Regions from separate parts of the Mus musculus genome. Here all the other regions are linked to region 1. Evidence: chromatin contacts called from public HiCAR-type, HiChIP or PLAC-seq and Micro-C data. All regions are on one chromosome and are shown on one strand. The core of a region is the stretch at or near the end of the contact, and the rest is flanking DNA. Distances in the headings are between cores, read along the strand shown. Region 1 holds the start of Dapk3 (death-associated protein kinase 3). Region 2 holds the start of Wdr18 (WD repeat domain 18). Region 3 holds the start of Stk11 (serine/threonine kinase 11). Region 4 holds the start of Cbarp (calcium channel, voltage-dependent, beta subunit associated regulatory protein).

Evidence for each region. Hi-C and Micro-C count contacts between places; a contact is called where the count stands out from the background. HiCAR-type assays count read pairs that join an accessible place to other places. HiChIP or PLAC-seq counts read pairs in DNA pulled down with a chosen protein or histone mark.
Region 2: a contact with region 1 is called in a HiCAR-type map of astrocytes, with 3 times the contacts expected there. The contact joins the promoter of Wdr18 here to the promoter of Dapk3 in region 1. A contact is called at or near these places in 4 of 115 datasets of contacts at active chromatin or transcription factors (astrocytes, bone marrow-derived macrophages, cardiomyocytes and 1 more) and 2 of 9 other capture datasets (adipose tissue and liver).
Region 3: a FOXA1 HiChIP or PLAC-seq map of pancreatic cancer cells shows a contact between it and region 1. The contact joins the promoter of Stk11 here to the promoter of Dapk3 in region 1. A contact is called at or near these places in 1 of 39 promoter capture datasets (liver), 1 of 115 datasets of contacts at active chromatin or transcription factors (pancreatic cancer cells) and 2 of 9 other capture datasets (adipose tissue and liver).
Region 4: a Micro-C map of embryonic stem cells shows a contact between it and region 1, with 2.8 times the contacts expected there. The contact joins the promoter of Cbarp here to the promoter of Dapk3 in region 1. A contact is called at or near these places in 4 of 39 promoter capture datasets (embryonic stem cells, hippocampal neurons and liver), 2 of 484 Hi-C or Micro-C datasets (B cells and embryonic stem cells), 8 of 115 datasets of contacts at active chromatin or transcription factors (Th17 cells, embryonic forebrain, embryonic stem cells and 4 more) and 4 of 9 other capture datasets (adipose tissue, liver, macrophages and 1 more).

Annotation. Positions count from the first base shown.
Region 1 is chr10:81,181,218-81,184,502 of GRCm38.p6, reverse strand. Dapk3 (death-associated protein kinase 3) reads right to left here and starts at 1,496. Exons shown (of 9, transcript NM_001190474.1): 1 at 1,407-1,496; 2 at 428-527. The coding sequence starts at 1,419. Eef2 (eukaryotic translation elongation factor 2) reads right to left here. Exons shown (of 14, transcript NM_007907.2): 12 at 3,093-3,275; 13 at 2,878-3,010; 14 at 1,994-2,614. The coding sequence ends at 2,421.
Region 2 is chr10:79,958,669-79,961,953 of GRCm38.p6, reverse strand. Wdr18 (WD repeat domain 18) reads right to left here and starts at 1,802. Exons shown (of 10, transcript NM_175450.4): 1 at 1,582-1,802; 2 at 842-952. The coding sequence starts at 1,791.
Region 3 is chr10:80,114,255-80,117,539 of GRCm38.p6, reverse strand. It overlaps Stk11 (serine/threonine kinase 11), which reads right to left and starts at 1,745. Exons shown (of 10, transcript NM_011492.5): 1 at 633-1,745. The coding sequence starts at 922.
Region 4 is chr10:80,135,886-80,139,170 of GRCm38.p6, reverse strand. It overlaps Cbarp (calcium channel, voltage-dependent, beta subunit associated regulatory protein), which reads left to right and starts at 1,784. Exons shown (of 9, transcript NM_001195268.1): 1 at 1,784-1,883; 2 at 1,989-2,128; 3 at 2,233-2,297; 4 at 2,677-2,821. The coding sequence starts at 1,791. It also overlaps a transcript of Atp5d not described here.

The DNA.
Region 1 (3,285 bases), core at 247-2,746:
GTTCAAGGCCAATCTGGGGGACATGAGAGCCTGCCTTTAAAAAACCAAAATCAAAATCAGCCAAGGCCAGGGTGGTGGTGCAATCCTTTAGCTCCAGCACTTGGGAAGCAGAGGCAGGAGGATCTCTGTGATGAGCAAGTTCCAGACCAGCCAGGAGTACATAGTAAGACTCTGTCTCATGGGGGAAAAGAAGAAACCGAGCTGAGAACAATCCCATAGCAGACAATGCTCCGAGGCACTGTCCCCGGCTCAGGGGCAGCAGCTACAGGTCTCTGTGTCTCTCTCCACAGAGGACACGAGAGAAAAGGAACTCAGGTTCCCTGTCATCTGGGAACCTGAAGTCTGGCGTGGTACCACCAGAAAACTCTGTGGCCACTGCTTCAAGACACTGAGGAGAGGAAGGGCACCCACCTCCCACGCCACTCACCTGCCAAGCTCCTCTCCCATCTCATAATGGTCCTCAACATCCTCTTGCCTGAATGTGGACATGGCGGCTGGCCTTCTGAAGGATTCTGGGGACACAGGAGCTGGAGGGACAGAGGAAACAGGAAATGTTTATCACGGATCCGACTTCTCCCAAGAGGCTTCCCCAGCATATGTGACACACAATGCCCCTGCCCCAGATTTTCTTTGGTCATCTACAGCCTCTACCCACAATTTGGTCATGGTAGAGCAAACCTGACACCCCACACTGGGGAGCGGAGGGCTGCACGGCTACGAGTTCAAGAGCATACTCAAATACTTGGTGAGTTACAAGCCAGCCTGAGTTCCATGAGACCAGCTCAAGTGACTGGAGAGATGGCTGAGACGGTAAGAGTGGGTGCTGTACTTGCACAGTCTCCAAGTTCAGTTTCCAGTGCTCACTAGTATCTCTAACTCCCAGGCCTGATGACCTCTAACGCTCTCTTCAGGAACCTCAGGTACCTGCGGGCACTGTGACACCCCTCTCAGAAACAAGCATAGATATAACTAAAAGAAGCGGAACAACATCTCTCAAGCAGTATATATATATATATATATATATATATATATATATATATGTACAAAACTATAAAACACAATACAGTGTCAGGTGCCCTTTACCCTAGCACTCAAGAGGCTGAGGCTGGAGGATTAAACAGAGTTCCAAGTCAGCGTGGGGTTCTCTACTCGAAACACTTCCATAGCGTCCGGCTCTTGAAATTCCTACCTAGCTTCCTCACCTGTCAATCATGCCCACCAGCACCCCGGAACTCAGGGGTGTCGCCGGAAACCTGACACATGCGCAGCAGTGTTGCTATTCCTAGAGGTCCACCCCTCGAGATTGGAGAAAGCCATGCCCCTCGCGGGTTCCCTCCCCTCGCTCCCGCCCTCGTCGCGTGTCCCTTGGGTCCCAACACAACGTCCCGGACCCGGCCCATTCGTACCGTCCTCAGCCATCGAGTCCCCGCCCGGTGCCAGCGAGGCCCCCGCGAGAACCTCCGGTACAAATCCTGAGACGGCATCTACGCATGCGCTGACAGCGCAGGGGCACACCTCCGCAAAACCCGAAAACCAGCGCTCATTGGACTACGACTTTAACCGGAAATTGAATGCACACGCTCATTGGTTAGCATCTGACCTCTCAGCGGAAGCGGACGTTGACTAGTGACGTCATCACCCAAGGCTAGGCGAGAGTCCAGTGCTCATTGGCCAGCCTGACAGATTCACAGGAAGGCTCGACACCGCCCTTGTGGAGCACATCATTATTGGGCTCCTGGCTGATGATTGGCTAACGCGAGAGGCTGAAAGCCAATAACCTGGAGCCGGGTATGCGCAGACCAAACCCCTGATGTGCAGGTCTATGGAGTGATTCAAGTTTGTGGAATGGACTGAGGCAGTACTGTGAACTCACAATAAAACCCATTCTGTCGCACGGGGTGCAGTGTGTGTGTTATGTGTGAATCACCGCAGGCCACCTAAGGGTAGCCAGATACCCTGAAAACCAGGAAAGCGTGCGCTGTACAAAACAGAGTTGCGAGCACATGTGGATCAACCACTGTAGTTTATTACTCCAATGATTCATTCCCACAGCCGGGCTGCAAGTCTAAGGCAGGCTGCCTGCCTTCCTGGAGGCACTTACCCCACCTCCCCCTCTGGGGGAACTCCACTTGGCCATGGACCCCAAAAACCTCTGAATGCATTTATTTAGACTTTTGGACATCTGCGCGTTTCCCTCTGAAAATGTTAAGAGCCGTGTCCCGCCCACCCCACAGCCTGCCAGTCCAGCCTGCAGAGAGATTCCCGCTATCTTGTAATTCCGAAATAAATAGAATTGGTAGCAAGTGAGTGCTGAGTGATGTCAGGGTGGCCCCAGCAGCCTCTAGAGGAGCACTGTGGGACAGTCTCAAGGTGTCTTCTGATGGGTGGGCACTGTGCAGCATGTGGCAGTATCAGGCTGCCTACAGTTTGTCCAGGAAGTTGTCCAGCGCTGGGATGCCCTCTTTCAGGCCCTTGCGCTTGCGCGTCTCAGCTACCACTTGGCTGGGGCGGCTGCTGTTGTCAAAAGGATCCCCAGGCAGGATCTGCCAGTGGTCAAACACGCACTGGGGGAAGGCCTGGCCGCCGGTGTTGGATCGCAGATCAGCGGTGAAGCCTAGACAGAAGACAGGAGACTCAGGTGACTTCCCTGGGGGGGTGGGGTGGGGGGGGGACATGCTTAGCTGTCTTGCCACCCCTCCCAGGAGGGATTCCTGGGTCCTTTGTTTTGGTTTCTCTGTGTAGTTTGTAGCTCTGTCTTTCCTGGCACCCTTAAGCAAGCTGGCCGTGATGACAGAAATCTGCTTCTGTTCTGCACCCCGCAGCTATATTACACAGGCCTTGCAGGTTATCTGCAAACCCCAGGGACCAGACACTCACCAAAGGACTCATTGACAGGCAGGTATGCCTTGACCACAAACATGGGGGTACCAGCCACCTGGGACTCCTCAAACACATGGCCACGCTTCCTGTTCAGGACACCGTAGATGCCACCCACCACTTGCTCAGGACACTTCGAGGAAAAAGAGAGAACATGGTGAGCAGTGGGCAGAGGCAGGAGGATAGACAGACACCACCTAAGATACACAAGTTACCTGGATCTCCACCAGATAGATAGGCTCCATGAGGCGGGGCTGTGCGGTCAGCACACTGGCATACAGGCAGCGGCGTGCTGTGGGGATGATCTGGCCACCTCCCCGGTGAATGGCATCAGCATGCAGGGTCACATCATGAACATCAAACCGCACACCACGCATGTTTTCCTCACAGAGAGCGCCCTGTGAAGAG
Region 2 (3,285 bases), core at 553-3,052, 1.2 Mb after region 1:
CTGCCTCTGCCTCTCAAGGACTGGGATTAAAGGCGTGTGCCACCACTGCCAGGCTTTAAATTTCTTTGTAGGTCTAGGGGTACTCTCAGAGGCCAGATTTGAAGGTGCTTAGTTCCCTGGAGCTACAGACAGTTGTGAGCTGCCATGTGAGTGCTGTGAACTAAACCTGGATCCCCTGAAAGAGCAGCCAATGTTCTTAACTGCTGAGCCAGCTCTCTCATTCAGTAGACAGTTTTTCTTTCTTTTTTCAGGTTTATTTCCTTTATGAGTATTTTGCCTGCGTGCCTGTATGTGCATGCAGTGGGCAGTCTGGTGCCTACTGAGATCAAAAGAGGTGTCAAGTTCTCTAGAACTGAAGTTATGGATGGCTGTGAGCCATTCTGTGGGTGCTGGGAATTGAACCCAGGTCCTCTGCAAGAGCAACAAGTGTAGTCAATCACGGGAGCATTTCTCTTTGCTGCTGACTATGGATGTTAACTGACTTTCTGCTTCCTGCGCTGACTTCCCTCATATAAACCACAAGTGTAAATAAATGCTTTCCTCCTCCTCTGCACTGCTTCTGGTTCCTGCCTCCTCCTCCTCTGTACTAATTCTGGTCACTGCCCTTTTCTAAGTTTCTTTCCTGGTTGCTCACGACAGCACTAGAGCCACCAGCAGGTTGAACACTGTCCTGTATCTCAGTCACAAATGAGGACCCTATAGACATGGCCACATTTTTGTTTTCAGAAGTCATGGGTAAGATCTCCAAGACCACCTGCCTACCTCAGGTAAAACTGGACACCAACCAGTTTTACTCTCTAGCATTCCCAAGTGACACATACGTGTGACAAGCTGTTCTCACCTCCCACAGGTAGATGCTCTCTGCAATTCCTGCCAGGACATACAAGCCATTAGGTGCTGTGGTCAGACAGGTGACAGGCCCAGGACACATGATTTTCTGTTGGAGCTGATCCTAGGGACACAGGATACAAGACAAACTATGTGAGTATCAGAACGGAGGCAATGGAAGGTTAAAGTTTTTAGTACAGAGAGCAAGAGTAAGGGGGTTGGGGAGACAGACTGCTCAAGTGAGGGGTTGTCGGTGCGGCTCAGGGTTAGAACCACTGCCTAGAACCTCCCAGTGAAGGGCAGGGTCAGGGCTCAGCAGTAGGGATCCCAGCGGACAAGAAGGAAGCTCTGTGTTCCAGAAACATCAGAACCAGTAACCCCAGGCCTCAGTCAGTCCTGACTATGAAGATCTGCGACTCTTTACGAGGGTAACAAAAGGACGGGCCGTCGGTCTCTGTCTTCCTGCGGCTCCTCAAGATCTCTGATCTGCCATGCTGTCCAAAAGCATGACCTCTAACGGACCCCATTTTCCCTTCTGCATCAAAATTGGCGTCCCTAACACTACAAGCGTGCAAAAGCGGATTCGCCATCGATCTTCATCTGAGCACGCGTGCGTTGGCGCCATCTCCCTAGGAGAAAACCCCTCGGCCTCCGAGTACGCCCTGTCACGCAGCCACCCCAGGGTCGCCGGGACCCCAACCCTGGCGGCGCCCCAGGACTCTCGGCTGCCCCGCGGACGCTGAGGCCCCACACCTTACGCTGCAGCTCCCAGGCGCAGATGTAGTTCTTGCCCTGCTGCGCCGCCAGCAGGTACTCGCCATTGAGTAGCGCCAGGCCTCGCGGCCCCGCTTGGCCGCCTCGGTAGGTGAGCAGGTTGGCGCCCGAATGAAGCTCCCACACCACGCAGCTCCAGAGCTGTGCCGCGGCGTCAGTACACACCACCACTTCCATGGGCGCCGCCATCTTGCTCTGCCAGTCCCGCCCCTGAATCCCATCATCCTTAGAGAGACTGTTAAGATGGCTCCTGGCCGACTAGAACGGCCATAGCGCCTCCTAGAGGCCAAACTGGAAAGTCTACGCATGCGCGGTAGCTTCACCAAGCCGAGGAGGCTGTTGATTGCCTGGTGCTTTACGGGTTCCAGGAGCCCTAACGTGCGCATGCGTAAAAAGTTCGCGGCTCTGGGGCGGAGCTAGCAGCAGGTGAGAGGGCGTAGCCAGACGACCTGCACATGCGTACAAGCCAGTGCGCGAAAGGCGTAATGCTAGACCCAGCCAAGCAGGTTAAAGAACACCAGGAGCTTCTTCGGGGGCGGGGCGGGGCGGGGCGGGGCGGGGCGGGGCAAAACAAAACAAAACAAAACAAAACAAAACAAAACAAAACAAAACAAAACAAAACAAAACAAAACAAAACAAAACAAAACAAAACAAAACAAAACAAAACAAAACAAAACAAAACAAAACAAAACTGGATTCCTGCACATGCGTAGAAGACTGGGGAGTCCCTGGCCGGTCAGCACTGTATTACCTCTGTGTAGTGGAAGGTATTTTTGCTACCTGTTTGCTGGGTTTGTCTTTTTTTTTTCTTTCTTTTGTTTTCTTTTTCTTTCTTTCCTTCTTTTTTTCTTTCTTTCCTTCTTTCTTTTCGAGACAGTGTCTCTTTATGTGCTGGGTGGCCTTGAGCCTCCACCACCGGTGACCGGTTTATTTACTTTCTTTTCTTCTTCTTCTTTTCTTCTTCTTCTTCTTCTTCTTTTCTTCTTCTTTCTTCTTCTTCTTCTTCTTCTTCTTCTTCTTCTTCTTCTTCTTCTTCTTCTTCTTTTCTTCTTCTTCTTCTTCTCCTCCTCCTCCTCCTCCTCCTCCTCCTCCTCCTCCTCCTCCTCCTCCTTCTTCTTCTTCTTCTTCTTCAGATATTTACTTTATTTACATTTCAAATATTGTCCCCTTTCCTGGCTTTCCCTCTGAAACCGGTTTACTTTTTTTTTTTTAAAGATTTATTTATTTATTATATGTAAGTACACTGTAGCTGTTTTCAGACACTCCAGAAGAGGGAGTCAGATTTTGTTACAGATGGTTGTGAGCCACTATATGGTTGCTGGGATTTGAACTCCAGACCTTTGGAAGAGCCGTCGGGTGCTCTTACCCACTGAGCCATCTCACCAGCCCCCGGTTTACTTTTTAAACCTTGTTTTATAGCAAAAATATAAACCACTGATCTTTATACTTTATTTAGACCAAATGAAGTTAGTGACTTACTGCATGTAAAATCAGGCTACATACTCATCAAGGATAATATGTCTGGCTGAGGTGAATTGGTGATTAAACTCTTACCAATCGACCCACGCCCTTTATGGATTTGCCGCTTCTTTGCCCTTTCCTCTTTTGAGCCATAAATTTCAAATTTGTATTCGGTTCACTCCGTGTAGACCCAAAAGGTCAATCTCTAGCCAAGCAACCTTT
Region 3 (3,285 bases), core at 496-2,995, 1.1 Mb after region 1:
AGCAGTGCCCAGCTGGCAAAAACAAGAAGCTGCCAGCCTTTCCTGGGACAGGACCAGAGGCAAGGTCAGTTAGGCAGAGTGTGGCCAGTGCTGGTCCCAAAGATAAGGCCCCTTCTTGGAAGCCGGTAGGTGAAGTTTTCCAAGTTCCGCCAAGCCTAGCAGGCGATAAAGAGTCCCCACGGGCCAACGACGCCAACTACGCGCACGACACCGCAGGGACCTGCGCAAGCACTGGCCGGCTACCCCCCCCACCCCCTTCACCATTATTTTTGGCCCCACCGGTTCCCTCTAGCTGCGTAAACAAACTAGCCACCCGCCTGGCAACGCCCGCCAAAGAAGCCAGGCGCGACTTGCGCCAGGACCTGGCCCAAAGAGGGGGGCTGGAGGCGCAGTTGGCTGCACGACCTCCTGCTAGGACAGTCCTGCAGGCTGCCCTAACATACAGACCCCACGAGGTGACGCTCAGGGATAGATGGGGTAGATAAGGCAGTAAAAGGAAAGAGATGAAAAAGGAGGAAGGAAATGAGAAGAGAAAACGGTTAGAGGAAAGAGAAGAGCCAGAAAGTAGGAGGAAGGGCTGCCCAAGGAGCTCAAGGCAGCGCCCGCGTCGGCCCCAGGCCCTTGGCACCTACTTCTTGACGTTGGCCTCTCCATTGGGGATCCTGCGCAGCTTTTTCTTCTTGAGGATCTTGACCGCCCTGCGGCATAAGGTCTCGGAGTCCAGCACCTCCTTCACCTTGCCGTACGAGCCCTCCCCGAGCAGGTCCCCCATCAGGTACTTGCCGATGAGCTTGGCGCGTTTGCGGCGCGGCTGGTAGATTACCTCGGTGGAGTCGATGCGGTGGATGAAGGTGTCCATGCCCACCGACATCAGCTCGCCCTCGGAGAAAAGGCCCAACGGCTCGGGGTCCGCCACGTCCATCCTGGCCCACTCTTTGTCCTCGTCCCCTTCGGGAGCGCCAATTCTTTTCAAGTTCGAATTCCCCCCCCCCCACCCGCTTCTTCCAAATGTTCCAAGAAGGGGAAAAAAGGAACGGGGAAAAACAGGAACGACCTCCACAACTCTCCCGGTCCCCACAACCGGGTCCACGTCCGCTTCCTGGGCGCCAATTCTTCACTTTTGATTTTCCCCTTTTCTTCTAGGTGCTCAGGGAGAAAAAAAATGAAAATAAGAATGAAAAAAAAAAAAGCAATGAGCCCCCCCAACCCTCGCGTCCCCCCAATTCGGGTCCCCGGGGACGCTGCTTCCGACGGAGGCGACGGTCCGCCGTCGCGGCGCGCGGGCCGCTAGGTCATGTTCGCCACTTGGGCCCCGCGCTCAGGGGCCCAGGCGGCCGCGTCGAGGCCGGTCCGCGCCGTCCATGTCCGGCCCGCGCCGAAGCCGCGCGCGGCCCCTTAGTTCTACGACTTCTCGGGGCGCAGACTCCACCCGGACGCGGGACACCGGGACACCCGCAAGTCGCGGACACGAAATCCGGACAGGAAATCTTCCGGGGACCGAGGGGGGAAAAAAACCACCCCAGGCGGCGCGTCCCCCTCGCCGCCTAGCCGCCGCGCGACAGGCAGGAGGCCGGAGCGGCGAGGGGGGAATCGAACTCCAGGCAGAAAGATGCTGCCCGCGAGAGACAACTCCACGCCGGCGCCGCCCTCGGCGACTCGCGCCTCACTCGCGGACGCCGTGAGCCGCCTCCCCTTTCCTAGACCGACACGCCGCCGCCATCTTGTTTACCGCCCTGCGCCGCGCCGTCGTCGCACGTCGCAACGGTGGACACGCCCCCTCGCGGAGCCGACGTGCGCGGCAGTTGGCTGTAGCTTTAGGCCCCACCTTTCGGACCCGCCTCAATCGCCAACGAGGATTGGGCTATTTGGATCTAGGTGGGCGCCCGAGCTGACATTGGACAGTTCGGGTTCCATCTGAGAAGGCGTGATCTAAATTCTCATTGGTTGTCTGAGACGCCCGTCAATGGGAGTAAGCAAGCGACTGTAAGGGAGCGGCCGTGGGCTGTGGCTTCAAGCCCCGCCCCTCAGTGGTTGGCCCTGGTGTGTGGGGGCGGGACTTTATTTGCCAGTGGCTGTCGCAGACGCCCGTCAGCAAGCGCGACGGGCCAGCGAAACCTCTGGGCTGGCTGTGGTGACCTCGGAGTTTCGGGCCTCCGGTTAGAGTTCACGCGCGTCAACGTCCTCCGGGGAACGGCCGCGACTGGAGGCATGGGGGAGGGTGGAGAGAGAGGCTCGTGGATCCCTAAAGAGATCCAGCCCAGGCTTGCTCTTAACGGCCTTGGGGGAGGGGTCAAAGGTCAAAAAGTAGCCCAAAGTCGACACTCCCGAACCTGAAGCCTTAATGTAGCGCCTCTGAGATCCATGGCATAGAGAGGAGCGTTTCCTGTGCAAAATAAGAGCAGCTGGGCTGGTGAGATGGCTCAGAGGTTGCGGGCGATTGACGTCAAATCTGACTTCATGAGTTCGATCCCCGTAAGTTCACAAGGTGGCTAGAGTGAAATGCCTCCCTCAGGCTGTCTCTGAACCTAGGGACTCCGTGGTAGGCGCGCGCGCGCACACACACAACACAGAATTTTAAATAACAGTTATCAAAAAAGGTGGCTGGGTAAGACGTCGCCGCTGGCCTCAACTCACCTGCTGCAGTGTTTTTGGGTGGTTAATCTAATTATTTTTATCTGTGCCCTTTTTTAACTGCACGAATAAAAAATAAGGGTTGGAGTATGATTGAGGGACGAGTGCTCACCCTGCCTGACTCCCTCTACACACAAGTTTACGCACAGGCCGGTTACAAGGTCCATAGATCCGTGAGTCTATGGTTCCCTCCGAGGCCACTAGGGGGCGGGGTGTACTGCCAGGAGAGTCCTGGGGGAGGGAGAGACCTAGACTCCAGGAAAGGTGGGAAAAGTGCTTGCTCTACATGTGTTCAGCCTTCAGGACTTAAAAGGAGGAGAGAACTGACTTATGCAAGCACATAAATTAAGAAAAAAGATCAGAGAAACAGACGTGAAGACAGAAATCCAGGGAAAACACAGACTAGACAAACAGAGTCAGGCTGGATGGAGGGACAGGTCAGGGGTGAAGAGCACTGGCTGCTCTCCTGAGCACACAGGTTTGCTGGCCAGCACCCACATCACACAGGGAGACTCTGGAGTTTCACCTCCATTTCATTGCTCTGACATTGCCTTAAACTATGGCAGTGATAAGGAAGTCTCCTCCTCCACCTCCACCCTTCCCCTGACAGACTCCAAGGACAGATCCAGAAAGAGTCAGGGGCAATAGACAACA
Region 4 (3,285 bases), core at 535-3,034, 1.0 Mb after region 1:
CACCGAGCTCCAGAGCCAACCGGGAGAGCCGTGTATCTGCCGCCCGCCCTCCCGCCGCCCATGGGCCGCACGCCCCGGCGCTGAGGTAGGCGCGGCGGGCCCTGGCGCACGGGGCCGGGCGGGGACGGGCGGGCGAATGCGCGCGGCCAGGGGATGGCGACCAGTTCCAGGGTCCGCCCTGGCCCACTGGTCCTGTCGCGCGCGGCTCCGGGAAGGGAGCGGAGCGTGGGAACGGCCTGAGCGGCCCTGCACCCCGCCCACCGCCCGCAGCCCCGAGAGGGAGCCAGCCCATGCCTGCCCTTGGCCTCAGTTTACCCTAGTGACAGGGCGAGAGCGTTGTCGCCTTGGCCTCCTGGATCCTCACGAGCCTGGCGTCGCGTTCTCTGCGCTTTTCCGCACCGTATCCTACTTGGGGGGCCTGGTGGACGTTCTGTGGGGACTCCATGTCTAGGCTTGCGTTCTCGCTGGCTCTCATGACCCCGCCTTCCTCGCCTTGGGTCTCCAGCCATCTTCCTCCCCCACCTCTCATTACCATCCTCACCATGCCCCACCCCCTCCAGCCTGAATTCATTTCCCGACCTACGTATGCGCCCCATGCCACCCACCAAAATTGATGCCCGCTGCTCTCTGCCTGGGTGCGCTGAGGAAACGTAGCCTTCTGGGGGGGGGTACATCGTTTATTCAGGTTTCGCCCCACAACTCCTCCACCATCCAGTCTGAAAAACACTGGTGACGGTGGAGCCTGCGGGCTCTTCTTCCATGGGAAAGGGGTTTGCATGCTCACGCTGGTGTGGGAAGTAGGGATGGATGGCCAAAATGGCCTTTATTACTCCAGAATCATCTTCATTCCCGGACTGAGTCAGGTGCAGTTTTAACAAGCCCCTTCTGAATCCACCCCACCCCATGATGTGCCCTAGCCTCAGTTTCTCCACGCTTCTGGCAGAGGCCTGGTGAGCAGCCATCTTGGCCAAGCCTTGGGGCGCCCCTGTGGGCGGCCTCCCCCGCGCCCCCGCCCGCCTCCCTCTGCTTGGCAACAGCCCCCCCCCCCCCCCCCGCCACTGCGCGGCCCTGCGCACCGTCGCCATGGGAACCAAAATTTTCAGGCCAGGAACAGATGAGCGTCTTTTGTCCTTTGCACTCCCACCAGTGTGGGGAACAAGGACCTTTCCCTATCGAGTCGTGACTGGGGGTGGGGGAATCATTAGTACAGCCCCGCCCACACCTTAGGTGCACTACCTTCAATTCCTTTTCTGCACCATGAGACCCTGAGACAAGAAGGACACCTGGGATGTTGCCTGAGTATGCTGTGGAGGCGTCATGTGTTTGTTCCTCCAAGGGTGCTTTCCCTTTCCTGGGCATGGCTGCGCTACCTTGCCGGTCTGGCCACCCCAGCCAGCCAGGGAGGTGGTTGGCATTTGGGAAAGCCACATTTACACACACACATACACACACACACACACACACACACACACACACACACACACACACACACACAGTGCTGCGCAAGCGCGATGACACCTTTTATGTGATAAAGATGGCGAAAGAGAGGTCCTGGCGTGTGTGTGTGTGGGGGGGGGGGGGAGCCTTGGCTCCAGGCACCCCTGCGGGGATGGGGAGTTGGGGGGGCACTCACATTGTAAGACTCGGCCCCACCTGTCCATGAGTCACCCCAGTGACGGCGGCTGCTGCTGCTGCACGGGGACGTAGGGGCTGACTTGCAGGGGCTCTTGTGGGGAGGGGCCGGCAGAGCTGAACCTGAGCTGGCTCTATGCCCTACTTGTAGCCTCAAAATGCAGCCCACGGCCACCATGGCCACAGCGGCCGCCACTACCGCCACTGTTGCCCTGACGACTTCGTGGGACAATGCCACCAGCCGCCCCACGGTGGGTTGGGTGACTCCTGGAGACTGGGGGTAGAGGTGGGATGGAAACCCCACTCTGCGGTGGAGCCCTGACATGCCCCGCCCTGTGCACTCAACCCCGACTCAGGCGGAGCCTGACCCCATCTTGGACAACTATGTGCTGCTGGTGGTGGTGATGTCGCTGTTCGTTGGAGGCACGCTGGTGGTGCTGTCTGGCGTTCTTCTGCTCTGCAAACGCTGCTGGGAGGTGCACCAGCGCTTCAACAGGTGCTTGTCCTGGGAACCACTTGACACATGCCCAGGCGCGCTTGCAGAGCCTCAGAGTGGAGACGCCCCATTCCTGCTCACTCTTCTTCCCCTTTCTTCCTCAGGGCCATGGAGGAAGCAGAGAAGACCACCACTACTTATCTGGACAACGGCACCCACCCTATACAAGGTGAGGGGCCCGCGCGGCTTGCAGCACCCCTAGCTGCACTTGACTGTGCCTCCCGCCGCGCCCCACCCCTCGGCCCCCTGCCCGCCCCCTCGGGCCGCCTGACGGTCTGTCTGTCTGTCTCCCCCACCAGACTGGGCGCAGTTCGAGTCCGACTCATCTCTGTTTCCTTAACGCCCAGGCGTAGGTGCGCACAGGCGCGTGCTGAGAGCGAGTGAGTGTGTGAGCGGATGAGCGAGTGCCCGCCGCCCCGCCCAGCCCGCCCCGTCCTGCCCTCACTCGGCCCGTGCCCCCCTCCCAGCCCACCCCGCCCAGCGGCCTGCCTGGCAGCCAGACACGCGCGGCCCACCCCGGGCCCACCCTCTCTTGGCTCTCCTCACAGACCCCGACTGCAGGGGGGAAGACCCCGAGGGCCAGGACACCGAAACAGAGCGCTTCCTAGCCACCAGCTCCACCGGCCGCCGCGTGTCCTTCAACGAGGCTGCCCTGTTTGAACAGAGCCGCAAGGCTCAGGACAAGGGCCGCCGGTGAGAGAAGTCAGGGGGAGGTCACAGCAGCTTGGTGATGAAAGCTGGGGATCCTGGCTCAGGTCTCTTGGTATGGGCTGGCAGGGTGGAGAGTAGAGTAAGTATCAATATCGAGGTCTAAGCAAGGCTGAGGCAGGAGAATTACTAGAGTTATTTTTAAATTTTTACCTATTTATATGTCTTTGTGTGGGGGTATGTACATGTGGTTTCAAGTGCCCACAGAGGCCAGAAGAGGGTGTCAGATCTCTCTGGAGCTAGAATTACAGGTGGTTCTGAGTAGCTCAGTATAGGTGCTGGGAACCCAACTCAGGTCCTCTGCAAGAGCCATAGTGCTCTTAACTCCTGAGCCATGGTTCCAGCCCCAATTGCTACAAATTTCAGACCCCGACTGGTCTGCATAGAAAATACACAGAGAGAGTTCCAGGTCAGCCATGGGTGTATTTCAAAGACCTGCTTTAAAAAGA